Linked DNA regions of Mus musculus: regions 1, 2, 3, 5 and 6 are each linked to region 4. A link is a contact called in public HiCAR-type and promoter capture Hi-C data. All regions are on one chromosome and are shown on one strand. The core of a region is the stretch at or near the end of the contact, and the rest is flanking DNA. Distances in the headings are between cores, read along the strand shown.

Region 1 (2,700 bases), core at 28-2,527, 1.1 Mb before region 4:
CGTGTGGGGCCCTAGAGCTGCAAGGAGAACTGGGCACATCCCATCCCTAATTCAGAACAATATCTGGTTGATAACCTCCTGCAAATGAAGATTTGTTTTCCTCCAAGGGAATCTCACTGGGGAAACAAACTACTCTTAAGAGTAGGCCGTGGGCCCAGCAGTTGATGGCCAACAGGAAATGAACTCAATAGCATCATTGGAGAGTCTTTGTCTTATAATGTTGTGCCAGGGCTCCTCCTCCTTCAATTTTTAACTTATGTTTTATTTTATTTTATTTTATTTTATTTTATTTTATTTTATTTTATTTATATATTTTCTTCTCTCTTTTTACCCTACTGCTCTTTGCATTTATTATTATGGTTTCCAGTTAAGTGTTTTTATGAGTGTGCAAATGGGTTTTCCATTTCTTGGGCCTTTTCTTGTCTCCCGTCGCCCCCCCCCGCCCCCCCCCCCCCGTTTGCTTTGCTCAATACCGATGTGTTAGTTTTTGTTGTCTTGTTTTATTTCATTGTTATAGAAGCCCATTTGTTTTCTAATGAGAGACAGAAACTGGGTGGATCTTGATGGGGTGGGGAGGAGCTAGGGGTACTTCAGTAAAGGAGGAGGAATTGCAATCAGGATATATTATGTGAAGAAGAAAATCTGTTTTCAATAAAAAGAAACAGCATGTGTCGGGGTAAATAGGATGAGTCCTATTTTCATTTATAGCAGGCATCCTCCCTATTATGAATGGGCTCAGAGGGATCGGCTTTAAGTACTTGTAATTCTGGAGCTTTCTTTAGGAAAGAGCCTGGTAGGACTTAACTTCTTACTCTCGCACAGGCACACCAGAGAGCATATAGATATGTGCCCAAGATTCCTCAAAGAATTGCTTGATCAGGTCAGACTTTAAAAGAACAAAAGGAACCTGCAGTTAAAAACAAACAAACAAAAAAACCAAAACCAAACAAACAAAAAGACTGTGTTCTAATCAGTAATTTACTTCAAAGCCAAGGGTGGTTTCAGCTCTCTACTCAAGGCCTCAGAAAACACAAAACAAGGAGGAAAAAGCACAAATCAGGCTAAGGAGCGGCAGTCTCTCACTTGGGAGGCCTTATTAATAGTTTGTCTGTCCTTTGTCCCCTTCCTAGCCCTGCTAGCCCCCGGGCTCCAAACTGTGATCTTAATCTGCAGCTAGAGGAACAGGGGGTTGGGGGAACTGAAAAGCCGCGGAACCAGAAGCGAAGGGAACGGAGCGGACATGGGGGAGTAAGAGACGCAGAGAACCGGTAGGCCTAGTTTCCAGGCCGCGGTCGCGGTTGCGAGAGGATGGAACCTCTGCGTGTCCTGGAGCTGTACAGTGGCATTGGTGGCATGCACCACGCGCTGCGAGGTGAGCGGACAGACAGCTTCTCTTGGATTCACTTGGGGCCGCAGGTTCCGGCTCTCGCGCCGCGGAGGGGCGGGGCGGCGGGGCGGTGGGGCGGGACCTGGTGCGGTCGACCTCGGTTGCCCTGGAAACCACTTTAGTGAGCCTCCCTGGTCCGCCCCTCCAGGCTGAGACTCCCCTACTCTGGCCCCAATCCTTGGAGCCTAAGCAGGCCGGCTCCCCATGGTACTGTTTGTGAGGCTGCATTCGTGTGCAGCCAAATGAACCTAAGTTGCTTCAGACAAAGTTAAGGCAAGGGCGAGCCCTTTGCCCAAAGCCAAGATCCAAATTCTAGACTGGCTGTCACTGGGCTTGGAGGAAGTCACGAAAGCGGGCGGGGGTGGGTTGGAGCAGGGGGATAACTGCAGTTCAAGATAGAAATGTACAAGTATTAGTGTGAAGGGGGAGAATTAAAAACAGTAATGTGCTTGACACACTGTAGCAGCTTAGAAATTAGTTTGCTGTCACTTAGGTTTGGAAGCTTCGTAATTTCTTTGGTCTCTACCCACTTTTGTGATAACTCAGAAATATTTACTTGGTGAACTCCATTGACCAGTACTGTATTTTAGGCACTTGGGATATGAAGTGACAGTGGGTGTGCGGGCGCGTGTTTGTGTGTGTGTGTGTGTGTCTGTGCACATGTGCAAGCACGTCTGTCCTGAAGTTGCTAAGACTAAGACAAATGCAAAAAGGAAACTTTGCTTCTCTTTTTATTAACTAGAGTAACAAGAAGCTAAGTGGAGCAAGATTTTTGTATTCCTTCACTCTTGAAAGTCCCTAAGTTCTAGCCTTTACTTTTACTTTTGCTTCTGTTGCCTCTCAGAGATTGCAAATTCAAACTTTTCTACGATAGCTTTTTTTTTTTTTTTAACCTGCCTTATGTTAGTTAATATATGACCTGTTAAGAAATACTTTCCCTGTTATCCAAAGTAACTTTCTGGTTACCGAAAGCTCCCTACATCTTCGGTTTGAGGTTTGCTTATAGAAGAGGTCTTAATCATATTAATTAATAACAATTAATATTTAATTATTAATCTTTTTTAGTGTTTGTATGTTAGATAAACTTTGGTTTTAAATTTATCTGTAAGGAAGTAGTACATCCTGGTGTTTTTCTTTATTTATGCAGCTAATAAAGATTAATAACAGTGACAGCTGGCTTTACCTTTTATTAAGGGCATCTACATGTCAGGACCTGTTCTGAGTCTGTAATAAGCTAGCTTGGTGGTAGAGCCAGAAGCCTAACCTAGATCTGTCTAGCAGATCTCTTAGCCACACTTCGTTACTACCATTGG
Region 2 (2,820 bases), core at 40-2,539, 1.6 Mb before region 4:
ACTCTGCAGTCACATTGGTCCACAATTCCCTTCTGCTTACTATTCTAGGTTGACCATTGTAGTTTCATAGTGAGGTTTATAATAAATAGGCTATGCACATGCTCCTAGTTCTTCCTATACATGTTCATGGATCTGTAGGTTTTAGCTTTTCAAATAAAACCTGCTGGCATCTGGAGAGAACTGACATTGTAACATTTTGAGATTTAGAGGCCTGTTGTGTCATATGGCAGTGATTTAATGTTCAGTGTACAGGGCCGGCACCTGCTTTAGTAAATTTATCCCTAGTACACTTTCCACTTGGAAGGTTTTACTTAACCCCACTTCCCCTGACATTTCTGAAACTGGACGGGTAATCCTCCCATTTCACATCCACAACAATGTGCACACCCAGGGGAGTTCATGGACAAACCTATAGTCATTTCTCCCCTCTGACAGTGTTGCCCTTTGCAAAATGTCTTTCTCTCATTATAAGCAAGATGCCTGAAAAGTACTAATATGCATACTTCAGTTGACAAACAGTATCAAGTCAGTACTTGATTTTGATGGATCATTTCCTTAACCCTATCTCTCTATGAGGTTTACCATTTTATTTTCTTTTGCAGAAATGTAGGCATACACAAACTTCTAAATTCCCAGACTGGTGGAGTCAGGAATTTGGGGGTTGAATTTCAGTAAACTGACTCTAGGCTGCTTGCTTAGCCACACTCTATAAAGGGAAAGGAAAGGGGGCTATTACCAGAATGGTTCTTGAGAAGAAGAGAGAAAAAGGGGAGATTAAATGTGGAGAGCCATTGGGCACTTCTTCCCAGCAGGACAGGAAACTTGTTAACACCATGGCTGGATTTCCTGTCAGTATCCTAACACCTATCCCTCTTTGCCTACGTCCTTTCTCCCAGCTTCCTTTAGAACAGATCTCTAGAACCCATGACATCCGTCTGACCCAGTAATGAAAGGCATGGGGCAAGGCTAGGCCGGAGTTGCTTCTCCAGAAACTCGGGAGAGCGAGCATTTGGTAGGGAGACCCTGCTCTCGGGGCAAAACCCCTGCCACCTCGGGTGCACTCGCTCTATCTGGACAAGGCTCTCCAGCGGGGCACCCACTGCCAGGGCGCACGTCGCTCGCGTCTCTCTAGGAAGAGGTCGCAGCCAGTGCGGACAGCTCTCCCGCGGGAGCGCGCCGCGTGACACTGCCTGGAAGCCATGACCCCGGCTGGCCCACCCCGGGGCTAGGGCCCTGAGCGCGCGCTCCCGAGAGGCGGCGCCGGGGCGGGGCGCGCGGCCGGGGGCGCGCTCCTCCCCCTCGCGGGAGGCCGGGCAGGCGGCGCCGACCCCCCGCGCGTCGCACATGGAGCGCTGGACCGAGGCGGCGGCCGCGGGCAGCGGCACTTCAGTGGCGCGCTCAGCCGGCCCCTCCCGCTCCTGTGCGCTGCTCCTCCGGGTCCGCGTGCGCGGTCACCATGGCGTCCAGTGAGGAGGACGGCACCAACGGCGCCTCCGAGGCCAGCGACGAGAAGGAAGCCGCCGGCAAGCGGAGACGCCTAGGCTTACTGGCCACCGCCTGGCTCACCTTCTACAATATCGCCATGACGGCCGGGTACGTGCGCGCGAAGGTCCTTCCACGCTCCGCAAGCACCAGTGCGGTCCCTCAGCGATCCGGGCTCGGGGACGCGGGGAGCGCGCTCTCGCGGGGCTGCTGGGGGTCGAGGGCGCGCGCACGGGGATGGAACGGAAGCGCACGGGGGAACTGTCAGGGGTCTAGGCGGAGGCGCGCGACGGTGGCGGGGGCTTTTGGAGCGAGAGCGCGCGTGTCGGCCAACTGGGGGTCGCGGCCCCGTAGGCGCACATGGAGCGGGACAGCGCGTGTGCCCGGCCACTTGCGATCGGAGCACTCTGGGAGAGTGGCCGGGGCGCAGAGAGCAAGAGCGCGCGTGCTGGGCCCTAGGTGGTCGCGGCGCGGCGGGGGCGCGCGGCGCAGTGGGGGAGGGGCGTAGCGGGGTTGAATGGAGCGGGGCGGGGCGGGGCGGCCAGCCGCCGCTCGCTGGGCATTGCCTAATACGGTGCACGGTGTGGCGCGGCGGCACGGGGCGCGGGCCGGAGGTTAAGTATAGACCCGGGCAGGAATGTGGGGCCGACCCACGGGGCAGGCGACTGCGGCTCGGCCGCCTCCGCCTGCTGTTGAAGAAACGGCCCGGTCTATTCACCCGAGCCGGGAGCTGTCCGCTGGCTGTGGGCACCGGACCCTGGCCGTGTGGTTCCTGGTGCTGTGGATTGCTGGGCAGTGTCTTCACCTACTGTTTTTTCTTCACCTACTGTTTTTGTTTTAAGCATGGCACTTAGAAATGCCCACTTGGGACTTTGTTTGAAACATCTGGAACAGGGCAGATAATCAGCATCTTTCTGGCCTTGTCCTTTCCAGATTACCGACTACCCACCCTACTCCCCATCTCTGGCCTCCCCCCAGACCTAGTGTGAGTAGGAAGTTAGGATCAAAGGGCTATCAAATGACTTATGGGTCTACTGTGACCGAAACCCATTATGAAAATGTCCTTTGCTGTCTTGCCTTTAGAAAGAGTTACTTTCTCAATATCTTCTCACGTTTTAAGTTAGAGGATTGTGAAGAAACCTTTAGTATTTAAAAGTCTCTGAAGCTTATAGAAAAAATGTGAACGTGTAAAAAAATGTGATTCTATTTAACAAATGTTCCTGTCGATCATCTAGTATATATTATACTACTGAACATCAAATATAATTAGTTCGTAGATATGTATTTATTGGGGGTTACTGTGTGCCAGGGACTGTGCTGGTTCCTTTGGCTGTCTTC
Region 3 (2,826 bases), core at 69-2,568, 1.7 Mb before region 4:
AAACACAATTTCCCAATTCATTACTTATTTAGCACTATTGATGATTTCTAAAGTTCCATCCACAGCTCAGATTCAGGACATTCAACTGAATCACTATGAACCAGGCAGGAAGCGGCAGTAATAGTACATTTTCTCCAGTTGGCAAAATGTAAAATTCACCTCTAATAAACAAAATTCATAAAGTAACTCTCACAAGTTATCCTTACATTCTTTTACTACAGTTATGCTTAAATTCAGCCTGTGGGACTGGATGGTATTGGTTCGCTTTCATTCCACACTATGCTGCCAGTGTAGTTCAATGTAATGCATTCAAAAACATCCCAAAATTCTTTCAAGAAATTCAAATCAGGTCTGAAAAATAGATAGCTAACCTGTTAAATTGGTATGCTTGGTACCTAATACCAATGATTCAGACAACAAAAAATTTAGCATTTCAGACCCCATCCTAGAATCAAAATCCTCTTCCACACTTCCCCAAAGGCAGAGGCCCAGCCTGAAAAAGGCATCCCAAAGGCTCATGTCTGCGTTTTCAGTTGTTGCCAAGTAATCCATCTCCATCTCTTCCAACATTTCAACCTACCAGTACGTAACCAGACCTCTCTCCTCCAGGGACCGTTATAGGGCTATTTAAAAAACCCTTTAAGTAACCTTACCTAAAACATTCTGCCAGTTCCATTGGGCCAGGCAAATACTTTGGCGATAGAGCATATAATCAATCTGCTTAAGCCAAGATACGTCTGTCCTTCGCTCTTCTCCCAGAAGCCATGCCCCAGCGGCAGATGGCTTCGTCGTCTGTTCCTCCCGAGGCAACCCTTTACCCCGAATCCCTTAAGCGATTCCTTCAAAGCTCCCCCTCCCCAAGTCCCTTACCAAGGCCCATTAGAGAGGTTCTAAGTCCCATTTCTTCCAAAGAGGATGCGCCAAGCGCTCAACCCTCTCCCAACTCTGAACGAAGGGGCCCCGGGAGAGAAGAACGTGGGCTCGGCCTCGGGAATCCAGAATGAACGAACGCAGTGGGACGGGAGTCGGCGCGGGCTCGCAGTCTCGGGGGGCACCCACGGGGGGCGGTGAAAACACTTACCAACATCCTGGTCGAAGGGGTTGGTGGCAAAGAGAGGCATGTCCGCTGCGTGCCGAGGTGTCCCCGGGGACTGCCCCTCGACCCCGCGGCACTCTAGGGGTGACGGAGAAAGGAGGCCCCTCAGGTACAAACACAGCAAGGGCGCCTGCCTGCCAGTGCAGGGTCCCTCTCAGCCCCTCCTCTCACCCACCCCAGCAACAGAGGCGGCGGCGGCGGCAACAGCCGAGAAGCGGAACAGGCCCCCGCGCGGGGCGTGTCGGGAATGTAGGCGACTTGAGCGCTGCCTGAACACTGCCCGCTCCGGGTCTGGCCAGAGCCCGCCGCCTCCGCCGAGGCCCACGCGATGAGCCGCCGCTGTCTCTTCCTCTGCTGAGTTCCCGCGTGCCCGTGGGGTTAGCGGCTAGGTTCTCGGCTTTTCCATGTCCCCGGGCGTCTCGGGAGGACGAGGTCCTTCAGGCGCACCGAGGCCGACTAAGAGCCTCTAGAGTGAATAAGAGACTGGGAGAGGGAGAGGGTTCAGTTTGGGTCCAGCCAAACCCTTAATTTTTAACTCCTTGGGTTTATTCGATGGGTTGTTGTGATGTTGCAATCCCTCTAGAAAGTCAGGCAGTCCTTTGGGTTACCCGAGGAAAATGTTGAGCGCGCTCGTCGAGGGTTCATGGAAGTTGCTGGGATTGGAGTCATGTGAGCTGGTGGAGCTGGCCTGAATCCCTTGGAGGGAGTGTCGAGGCGCACAGCCTCTCGAGAGGCTGAGGTAACGCTGGCTCATTCCCCAGCCTGAGATCAGAGGGAGCCTTCCTGGGTGTGGGCTCCGACTGACTAAACGTGCAGTCACTGAGTCCCTGAGAAGATTAGACCTTCTCAGCCTGAGATAAGCACGCACACCCAACGGCAGAAATTGAAAAAAAAAAAAAAACACACACACACACATGAAAAATGGAGCCAGACATTGATGAGGACTCTTGGCAACTTAAAATGTTGATTTGGTGATCTAATTTGTACATATGTATGTAACGCACGCCCCCTCCCCAGCTCCCAACACACACACACACATTGTCCTCTAAATCATGTGAAATCTAAAGAATCATCTCTTGGAAATATTACGTAAAGTTAGCAAGTCGGTCTTGCACATGCACTGAGATTCGGTAAAAAGTGCCCAAATAGGGACCCTTACAAAAAGGGAAGCTTATAAACATGTCAACAAGATTTGTATAACAGTACAAACAGCTTGCTTACTAAACAGTTAAAGTCGAATTTTGGAGGAAGAGGAGCAAACTAAAGCATCGGTTAACGTTTTCAGTCATTTAAAACTAAAAGAATCCAAGGGATGGGAAACAAAGTTGCCTGATGGGGTATAAATTACAGCATTCTTAAGAGAAAGGATGGGAAGTATATAGCCAGCTTTTGGAAATGTGCCTCTGGTTCCAGTTATTCTGAATTTTAAATCTTACAGTCTTTTAAAACATGAACCAAGATATTAATGGCAGCGTTGTTTACAATATCAAAGTTTTGATGACCGCTAAACTGTCCGACATTAAAGAGATTGGACAAACTCCTCTGTCTGTTTCCTCATAAATAAGAAACGGAAATGACAAACCATTGAAGATGAAATAAATTACTAGAAGCAAATCCCCTGTAATAGTGTCTAGCATATAGTAAGCACTCAAGTGGAATCAATAGTTATAATTGTACTTATTTGGCCATTGAAAGTAAGAGCATAGATGTGTATTTACATAGACATCTGA
Region 4 (2,700 bases), core at 53-2,552:
AATACAAGAGACATTTTTAAAAACTCATGAGGAAGGCCGTGGTCACAACAGGTATTTTTAGCAATCCCCTGGTACTACAGGGAAGAATGCTTTAAAAAAACTATACATTAGGAAACCCTTGTTTTCAAACTGGGTGATTTAAAATGAGTTCATTTATCTTAACTAGTTAACGTGGAACAAGATAAGATATCTGTATTTTGAAATCAGCAAACTATGTGTCTTGAAAAATTACTATATTAAATAGCAAGGTGCCTAAAATGTGAGTCATTGGTGTTGCATCAAATTGCCACAAAATATCTTAATGAATAAAATATCCCTTGTTTTGTGAATATATTCCATATGCCAGAAAGGACCTGGATCCTTTTACACATTTTTTTTCTTTTATACCTCACAATATGTGTAATGGTGATAAGTGTATGGCAATTACTAATTTAGGGAACAACAATCAAAGGTGGAGTGAAGCTAACTTGATATTCAGCATGGAAGAGTCTGGGGTTTTCATGACTCAGAGTCCGACTTCCAAATAAGTATGAAATACTGCATTCCAGAAACAAATAAGCAAACAAACACCCCAATGTCCACAAACTTTTATAATGCACATTTGCCCTTTCCATTCCTAATTGTCAAAGCCAACCAATGAAAATTCTTTTTTAAATGCCACAAATAGTTTTCATACTAAGTATAATGGAATGTTAATCCTTGAATAAAACCTGGGTCTTTAATCCCAAGTACTGCCAACATAGGGGCCTTAAAATTTCGATATGAAATCTGTGCTATTTATCAATTGGTTGGTTTAGGTCAGCTTAGCCCCAGTTAGCTTTGTAATGTGTTATACCTGTAGAGGTATTTTAAATACACAAATGCATTTACAGGTGTAACTAGCTAATGACTTGGTTGGATTTTTTTTTTTTTAAGGTTTATCAAGAGACTGAGGAAGGCAACTTTCAACTCAAGGGTATAGCCCATCCTCTTATAATTCTAGCTTACATAATATTCTAGATTTCAAGGACCAGGTAACAGCAAAAGCCTCAAAGCCTGCTACAAAAGTAGAGCAGAAATCAATTTTTTAAAAAAGGTTAAGAAAAAAAGTAGAGCAGAGTCCAGGAGAGGAGGTCTCAGCCCCCTGGTAGGGCAGTGCAAAAGTCAATAGTCCAACTATCCCCAAACAGGACAGCTCCCAAAAAAAGCCAAAGTCTCCTAGCGTTTAGAGACTCTCTCTCCACTTCTGCTTCCGGGGAAGAGATTTTTTTTTTTTCTCCCAGCCCTCCGCGGGGGCGGGGCTAAAGGAAGCCGGAAGTCAGGCCGCTTCCGGCAGGGGAAACTCCTAGTTGCCGCTTCGCCCGGCTTGACAGGCGGTCTGTGCCGGCAGTGTGCTGCCCTCACCCATCTCGACCTCCCGTTCGCGTCCGACCGCTGCCGTCCCGCTGCCCTTTTCTCGAGCCTCCCCTTCCCTATGTTCCGGGACCGGAGTCCGAGAAGCAAAGACCCACTTCTTGTCCAGTTCCCATCATGTCCGAAGTGACCAAAGAGCTGCTGGAGCTGGTGTGGGGCACCAAGAGCAGTCCCGGACTGTCGGACACCATCTTCTGCCGCTGGACGCAAGGTACCAAGGCAGGGCTCCGTTCCAGCCGCTCAGCTTGGGCTCCGGGAGTCGGGCCAGGACGCCTCTTTCGGTCCCATTACCCCCGCTCCACCATCTCGCCCCGACCCCATCACCTCGGGTACCTGGCGCTTGGCCCCAATGCCCATTCTTCACCAGTACCCGTGCTTGGTCCCAGTAACCACGCTTTAGGCACTCGGGGCACCCGCGTTCTGTCCCAGTAGCTCCAGCCCCTCCGGTCCCCTCACTCCTTCCCTGTGCTCGCGCTTAGTATCCCGGCTTCAGTCCCTCTAGTATCCGCACTCTTTCCCCGTACCAGCCCTTGGTCCCAGTACCCCAGCTGCGGCTGCTCGGCTTCCCGCACTCGCTTTCTTTCCCTGTACCGGCGCTTGGTACTAGTACAACTCTAATCTTCCGGTACTCGCACTCTTTCCTACAGAGTTTGATCCCAGTACCCCTGCTCTGACCACTTTCGGGACTCTGCGCTCAGTTCTAGATCCCGGACTTGATTCCAATAACCCGGCTCAGACACCTCGGGTACTCTGTGTTAGGTTCTATTGCCATTGCTCTGGCCTGTTGGATACCCAGAGCTAGTACCCCTGCTCCAATTAGTGGTTCTCAGCCATCCTAATGTTGTGACCCTTTTATGCAGCTCCTCATGTTGTGGTAACCCCTAATTATAAAAGTATTTTGTATAAAAGTACTTCATAACTGTAATTTTGCTACGGTTACGTAGTAATATAAATATCTAATATGCGACTCCCAGGGGGTCGCGACCCACAGGTTGAGAACCATTGCTCTAAATGGCTTTTGATGAGGAAGAGTTTGAGTGAGAGAGTGTTTACCAAAGAACGCAAGTGCCTCTGCCACTCTGGGCTAACCTGCTGCAGGAGTGAAAGGGGAGGGGCCCTGGGACTGCAATGTGTGATACAAAGAGGGTGCCACTGTTAAGATCATTACATCTCCAGCCTTCGAGTGAGCTTTAAGTTATCGTCAGTGTTTGGAATGTTTTTTGGATGGGTGGTGGGAGGGTGGAGATCTAGGTGAGTAATACGGGAAAGCAGTTTCATGTTGTAATTAATGTGGTTAGGTGTGGTGCT
Region 5 (2,856 bases), core at 4-2,503, 1.4 Mb before region 4:
ATAGCTACGAGAAAAGAAATATTTGAGACAAATAAATGTCAACCATTTACTTGAACAAAGAAGGACTCGTGAATTAGGCAGCACTGGGAAACAGAAGAGGGGATATCTGCCTATCAGTGGGCAGCAAGCTTTTGGTGGGCGGGCACAAAGTCTTAGTAGAGGGATCACCTGATTGGCTACATGTAGGTAACTGACTTTGCGTGGTGTGATGAGTTAGCTGCCTATGATTGGTTGGTGCATTTTTCTCTTATTGGTGAAATTCTCGTGTTCGTTATAATTCCAATTAGGTTCTGGATTAGGCAAGAATTTAAAATCCAGAGATCACCTCCATTGGCAGTAGGCAAATCTGTTTTTCTGAAAAACATTTGGTAAACAATGGTAAACACTTCAGGTTTTGAGAGCTATAGACTCGCAGTCACCACTACTCAATTCTGCCCTTATAAGCAGTCAATCTGTCACACAATCGCATGCTCATCAATAATACAAATTACTGGACACAAAGATGTCCAATAAAACAGTTGTTTTAAAGCAAGCAGAGATGACTCTGGTCAAAGGTGGGTGGACAAATTGCCCTTGAAGATCTCTTGGTAATTTGGTGTCAACTGTCCACGGAACGTCGTGGGAAGGTGCCATGCAATGCCAGTCTACTCAAACGTTACCAAGTTCCTGGCAGCTTTCAGGCACGTGGGAGGATCCAACTGAGCAACCCAGTTTGCAAACTTTTTGAAGTGGGTCCTTTCTGCTCTTCTCTTCAGTCCTCCAGGTTCTAGCTCAGGGCCTCAGCTACATAGCAGAGTCGCAATGTGATTGGGTGGGTCACTTGGGGCCAAGCGCGCACTCGGGCGAAGGTGAGAGCAGCTGAAAAGTTGGAGCCCAATCAGCGCGGAGTTGAGCGCTCATACCCCAACCTTCAGGTGACCCCGCGTGGCGGCGGCGGCAGCAGTAGGCAGAGGCAGCGGCGGCTGCAGCGACCAGAGCCCGCAGCGGCTCCGAGCGCCTCCGGGAGGACAAGCGACGAGCTTGGAGAATCGTCATCCGCTAGCTGTCCGCCAGCTTCGCCAGCTTCGGCGGCCGGGGCTGGCTTGGAAGAAGCGAGCGAGCCCGAACGCGGCTTCTTCGGCTCGGTGCCCAGCAACACTGTTGCAGGCTGGGCTCTGGGCAGCCCCCAGAGTGCGGGCCCGCGCCACCGCCTTTGAACGCTGGGGGTGTGCGTGGCAGCGGCCGCGGTGGCGGCGGCGGCGAAGGCGGTGACCGGAGCGGCGAGTCGGTGCCGCCCGGGCTGCGCTTCGCCCCGGCAGCTTTGGCGGCGAGGACGCCCGTGGCTCAGGATGAGATCGGGGGGCACGCTGTTCGCCCTCATAGGCAGCCTGATGCTGCTGCTCCTCCTGCGTATGCTCTGGTGCCCAGCCGACGCGCCTGCCCGCTCCAGGTAATTCCCCGGCCTCAACTCGCCCCACCTGAAAGGTCCGGTGCGCCCACGCTGTGCTCTGGGTGTTGCTTCCAGGGGACGCCCGGAAAGATCCGGGTGACTGACCACTTTAGACTTTTGACTAAGCAGCTCCTTGAGGGTAGGGTGGAGATCAGGGGTCGCGGAGAGGCGACGCTTGGCCGGATGTCTTGGTTTGAAGTGGAAAGGGACACGTCGGGGTTGGGAGGGCTCCGGATAGTGCCTCTGTGGGCGAGGGAGCTGCAGAGCGGAACCTCCTGAAGAGGTTTCCCGCCAGGCTCCAGGACTCCCCCATTCTACTCCTGGTTTTGTCCTATGGGATTTTTCCTGTCTAACTTCAAGATTAGGGACCCATCCCGGGAGCTGGGGTGCACAAAGATGCTCTGATTACGTCTGGAGTGCAGTGCCCAGTCTGCCAGCCACACTGGCTTCCAACGCGGTGTAATAACTTAGTTTTCTCCCTGGCTGTGCAGGCTGTTGATGGAGGGAAGCAGAGAGGACACCAGTGGTACCTCAGCTGCACTGAAGACACTCTGGAGCCCGACAACCCCGGTACCACGCACCAGGAACAGGTACTAAGGCCACTAGGGACAGATGGACAAGGTCTGGGCAAGACTGCGAGACCCGTGGAACTCACTTGAGCGTTTTGCCTGGATATCTCTGTCTGTCTGTCTCTGTCTGTCTTTGACAGAGAGAGAGAGAGAGAGAGAGAGAGAGAGAGAGAGAGAGAGAGAGAGAGAGAGAGAGAGAGAGAGAGAGACTACGCACATCAACCTTTAAAAACACATCTCTCCATATCGGCTACACTTTCAAAGATGGGTACTGAATTCTGTAGATAAAGGTGTGTGGAAAACCCCAGAGAAGGCACTTGTCTATCTTTACTGAGAGATTTGGTTTGTGGGTTTTGTTTTCTGTTCTTTAAAGTGCATCTGTGTTGAGATCGAAGGAATACAATTCTTCAGTGTGTTTGTCCTGGATGAAAAAGAACTTACATTTCTTCCTTACTGTGGGTGTGTATTAATGTACAGTAATTATTGGATATCTATTATTCTGATTATAGAAATAACACAACTTAATATAGAAAGCCATAGGGGAAATACATAAGAGAATTTAATATTAACTCAGAGCCCAGACCCAGGTATCATTTTCAGGTTAGGACTACTTTATGTCTCTGTAATGTCTATTTCCTATATGTGAAAAGTACATGTGAGATTGTACTTTGTGTTTGTGTGTCATCTTTTTCCCCTAAAGGATCATAGGCCTGAACATGATTTTACCACCTCCCACCAATGTTGCTTGTTACTAGTTATTCACCATCTTAATATTCTGTAGTCTATTTAATAATTTTTTCTTTACTCATTTAAATGCTTTCCTATCTTCATTTCGTTTTGTTTGCTAGGAGACATTCT
Region 6 (2,700 bases), core at 200-2,699, 1.1 Mb before region 4:
TACTTTGTATTAATATGACTAACTGGAGTGTTATATGATAAATATTTTGATTCAAGAAAATATTCTTGTGTTACTTTTTAACATCTTTGAACTTCAGGAAGCTTATCTTTTTGAGGGTTTATTGTGCTTGTATGCCATGCAATGTGTTTGATGCTGTCATTGCTAATGTTCAGAGTTTACAGTTGAAAGGGATGACTCATAAATTAGTATTATATAAATTGTGACATTTGGTACTGTAAGAACTCTGGGAGTACCATGAGAACATAGAGGATAAAATGGCGTGCATCATGCCCAGAAAGGGAAGTTCTTCCAGAGGCATGATTAGAGCTGTGTCTGAACAGAGAGTAGGAGTTTTATCAGCGATGACAGATGGCATTCCATATGAGGGTGGGTTTGAGCATATGGGAGGGTGTGGCCTAGTGTGTATAAAATAGAATGCAGCCCGAGTATATATACTGTTTCAGTGGGCTCAGCATCTTCACTGTAAGCCTAGTTCCAGCTGTTGATGTGATGCCAGGCACTAACTGACTGGAGTTGTTATCTGAACTCTGAGTGGAAAGGGACAGAATATAAAAACTGATTTCTGAGGAATCAGTTTAAATCCAGTTTACTCCCCAGCTAATAAGCCTCAGACTCACTGGTAGATTTCGCCTTGGTGTCAGATATGGGGAAAGTGACAGCAGTGTTACCTAGCTTAGGAGCATGAAGCTACTAAGCATTAAGTTTAAAAACCTGATCCTCTGTTCCTGTTGTTCAGACCCAATCTAAGGGTTCCTTCCTACTTGAACCTTGACCACACTGTGAACCTTTGTACGACTTGTTTGCTAGCCCAGTGCCTCCTGTTTACATGTGCTGGCCCTAGCTGCAATTCCTGCTTGTAAAGTAAAACCCTGAGATCAAGGGTCTGTTTACACCCGACAGGATTATCTGGGCATTTCCCATTGCTTAGTGTGCTTGCATGGTGCTTATCACCGTTGTCATCTGCTCCAGATTGCTGCCCACCCAATCAGCTACTTTCCTGTCTTTTCTTTCTTATGGTGACGATCAACTAATTTAAATTCTCTTAACTGGCTAAGTCTTTTTGATATCATTACATACAATTTTTTATAAACTCTTGTGATTTCTTTGCTTTTTTAGAATTGGCCTACAGGGGGATATGACCGATCCAAGGACAACTAGCTTCTTGTATATTCTAGATATTCTCCCAAGGTAAACAGTAGATTCTTGTACACTTACCTTAGGTTTGCAGTTGAGGGTATGAAGAATGTAGTGTTTGTCATTTTGTAGACATTAGTGGTTATCACATGCACCTTTTTTTTTTTTTTACCACAACTAATAAAAATAACATGAAATGTTTCGCAGTTTCATGCTTGCCTCCATAGTGAGTGACAGAACTGTCAGTAGCCAGCTCAATTCTGTTGCCTTTGCTCGTTGGTAGTAGTCACTGCACATGTTCCCAGTGTTAGTGACCACGGCCCCGGAGGCTGAATGACTGCCCTTTGTGTTTTGCAGTGCAGAGCCCTATGCAAGCCCATATTTTGAGATGTGTTCCAATGGAATTAACTCTTCAAGTGTGAACTTTTTCAAGTATATAGCATGTCGAGAAAAATAAATAAAATAGTTAAAATTCATTTTTAAAAAAATAGAGAAAATTATTTATAAATCCCATTTCTCACAAGTTGTGATTTTCTTTTTATTTCTTTGTAATTCAGTATTTGTATTTCTGTTTGTTTTTGTTTTTTTAGATTACAAAAATTACCCAAGTATATTCTCTTAGAAAATGTCAAAGGTTTTGAAGTATCTTCTACAAGGTAAAAAATATGTTTGTCTTGCAAATGTTTTAGACTTACTATATTTTATAATAGGCACCATTGTAAGATAAAGATCTTAATAATAAGTGTATATTCAAACATTTTATAAGATAGGCTTTATTAATTAGTGTGATTTTTACCAATAATATAAAATATTACAAAATCTTGTTCTGTTCTTATTTTAATCTTCCAGAAGGAGTACTGATTTTAGTATCAAGTATTTCTAGGTAGAAATGTTTTAATTAAGAGCAGCCTCACAATGAGAACTTAGCATCCTACTTAGATGAGAGAGACAGCCAGAGGCAGGGTTTCATCTGATAGTAGCCTGTGTGGAAAAAACGGTATCTACATCTACCCGAGTCCTTTAGTCACTGTTACTTGTAACTGTTCCTGTCTTATGGACCCTGGGAAGCTGTCGTTTCAGTTCCAGATCTGATTAATTAACAAGTTAAGCTTTCAGCAATTGGTCACATTGTCTGGCAGCTTTATTTACGTGTACTAGAGATTCTTCTCTTATCTTTTTATTAACATGCAGTTTCGCAAGTAATGACTTAGAAGCCGTGTGTCTAAATGGCTTGAGTACAGTCGGGTTTTACTGATGATTAAGTGTTACATAAGAATGCCATTTCTAAGCAAGGCTGGCCGCTTTTTGCTTTGACTCTTTTTCTCTTTCCAGAGGGCTGCTGATACAAACAATAGAAGCCTGTGGCTTTCAGTATCAAGAGTTTCTATTGTCTCCTTCTTCTGTAGGTACCACAATTTATTTATATAAGTATCGTTTAAGAGAATTTGATATAATAAACAAAATAAATCTATTTTTAATATTTCATATAAGTGTCAAACTAGCTCAGTCATGGATCTTACTTTCTGAAGAACATAGTGCATACTT

The links. Promoter capture Hi-C pulls out the DNA fragments that hold promoters and counts their contacts. HiCAR-type assays count read pairs that join an accessible place to other places. Capture Hi-C pulls out chosen DNA fragments and counts their contacts.
Region 1: a promoter capture Hi-C map of liver shows a contact between it and region 4, with 6 times the contacts expected there. The contact joins the promoter of Trdmt1 here to the promoter of Mindy3 in region 4. A contact is called at or near these places in 9 of 39 promoter capture datasets (the 3T3-L1 cell line, the C10 cell line, cranial neural crest and 5 more), 3 of 484 Hi-C or Micro-C datasets (cortical neurons, liver and rod photoreceptor), 6 of 115 datasets of contacts at active chromatin or transcription factors (astrocytes, effector CD8 T cells, embryonic stem cells and 3 more) and 1 of 9 other capture datasets (liver).
Region 2: a HiCAR-type map of astrocytes shows a contact between it and region 4, with 5 times the contacts expected there. The contact joins the promoter of Hacd1 here to the promoter of Mindy3 in region 4. A contact is called at or near these places in 5 of 39 promoter capture datasets (the C10 cell line, hippocampal neurons, liver and 1 more), 1 of 484 Hi-C or Micro-C datasets (granulocyte-monocyte progenitors), 3 of 115 datasets of contacts at active chromatin or transcription factors (astrocytes, embryonic limb bud and pancreatic cancer cells) and 2 of 9 other capture datasets (adipose tissue and liver).
Region 3: a contact with region 4 is called in a promoter capture Hi-C map of liver, with 4 times the contacts expected there. The contact joins the promoter of Stam here to the promoter of Mindy3 in region 4. A contact is called at or near these places in 4 of 39 promoter capture datasets (cranial neural crest, hippocampal neurons and liver), 3 of 115 datasets of contacts at active chromatin or transcription factors (astrocytes, cardiomyocytes and pancreatic cancer cells) and 1 of 9 other capture datasets (liver).
Region 5: a contact with region 4 is called in a promoter capture Hi-C map of liver, with 4 times the contacts expected there. The contact joins the promoter of St8sia6 here to the promoter of Mindy3 in region 4. A contact is called at or near these places in 2 of 39 promoter capture datasets (embryonic stem cells and hippocampal neurons) and 2 of 9 other capture datasets (embryonic stem cells and liver).
Region 6: a contact with region 4 is called in a promoter capture Hi-C map of liver, with 4 times the contacts expected there. The contact joins the enhancer-like site here to the promoter of Mindy3 in region 4. A contact is called at or near these places in 3 of 39 promoter capture datasets (the HPC-7 cell line and liver), 1 of 484 Hi-C or Micro-C datasets (liver) and 2 of 115 datasets of contacts at active chromatin or transcription factors (extraembryonic endoderm stem cells and large pre-B cells).

The regions. Positions count from the first base shown.
Region 1 is chr2:13,543,241-13,545,940 of GRCm38.p6, reverse strand. It overlaps Trdmt1 (tRNA aspartic acid methyltransferase 1), which reads left to right and starts at 1,277. Exons shown (of 11, transcript NM_010067.4): 1 at 1,277-1,372. The coding sequence starts at 1,309.
Region 2 is chr2:14,054,504-14,057,323 of GRCm38.p6, reverse strand. Hacd1 (3-hydroxyacyl-CoA dehydratase 1) reads left to right here and starts at 1,289. Exons shown (of 7, transcript NM_013935.3): 1 at 1,289-1,593. The coding sequence starts at 1,457.
Region 3 is chr2:14,072,592-14,075,417 of GRCm38.p6, reverse strand. Stam (signal transducing adaptor molecule (SH3 domain and ITAM motif) 1) reads right to left here and starts at 1,318. Exons shown (of 14, transcript NM_011484.3): 1 at 1,082-1,318. The coding sequence starts at 1,121. It overlaps Stamos (signal transducing adaptor molecule (SH3 domain and ITAM motif) 1, opposite strand), which reads left to right and starts at 1,484. Exons shown (of 2, transcript NR_038162.1): 1 at 1,484-1,835.
Region 4 is chr2:12,418,062-12,420,761 of GRCm38.p6, reverse strand. It overlaps Mindy3 (MINDY lysine 48 deubiquitinase 3), which reads left to right and starts at 1,302. Exons shown (of 15, transcript NM_024185.4): 1 at 1,302-1,603. The coding sequence starts at 1,510.
Region 5 is chr2:13,791,917-13,794,772 of GRCm38.p6, reverse strand. It overlaps St8sia6 (ST8 alpha-N-acetyl-neuraminide alpha-2,8-sialyltransferase 6), which reads left to right and starts at 1,253. Exons shown (of 8, transcript NM_145838.1): 1 at 1,253-1,429; 2 at 1,921-2,019. The coding sequence starts at 1,329.
Region 6 is chr2:13,521,935-13,524,634 of GRCm38.p6, reverse strand. It overlaps Trdmt1 (tRNA aspartic acid methyltransferase 1), which reads left to right. Exons shown (of 11, transcript NM_010067.4): 4 at 1,138-1,209; 5 at 1,746-1,811; 6 at 2,488-2,557. Among named protein-coding and RNA genes, the nearest start is that of Trdmt1, 21 kb to the left of the region's middle. Within about 2 kb of position 1,449, at least 62 of the 459 cell types and tissues checked have an H3K27ac peak or open chromatin away from gene starts, as enhancers often do. A contact at or near this core is called in extraembryonic endoderm stem cells and liver, where this site is marked.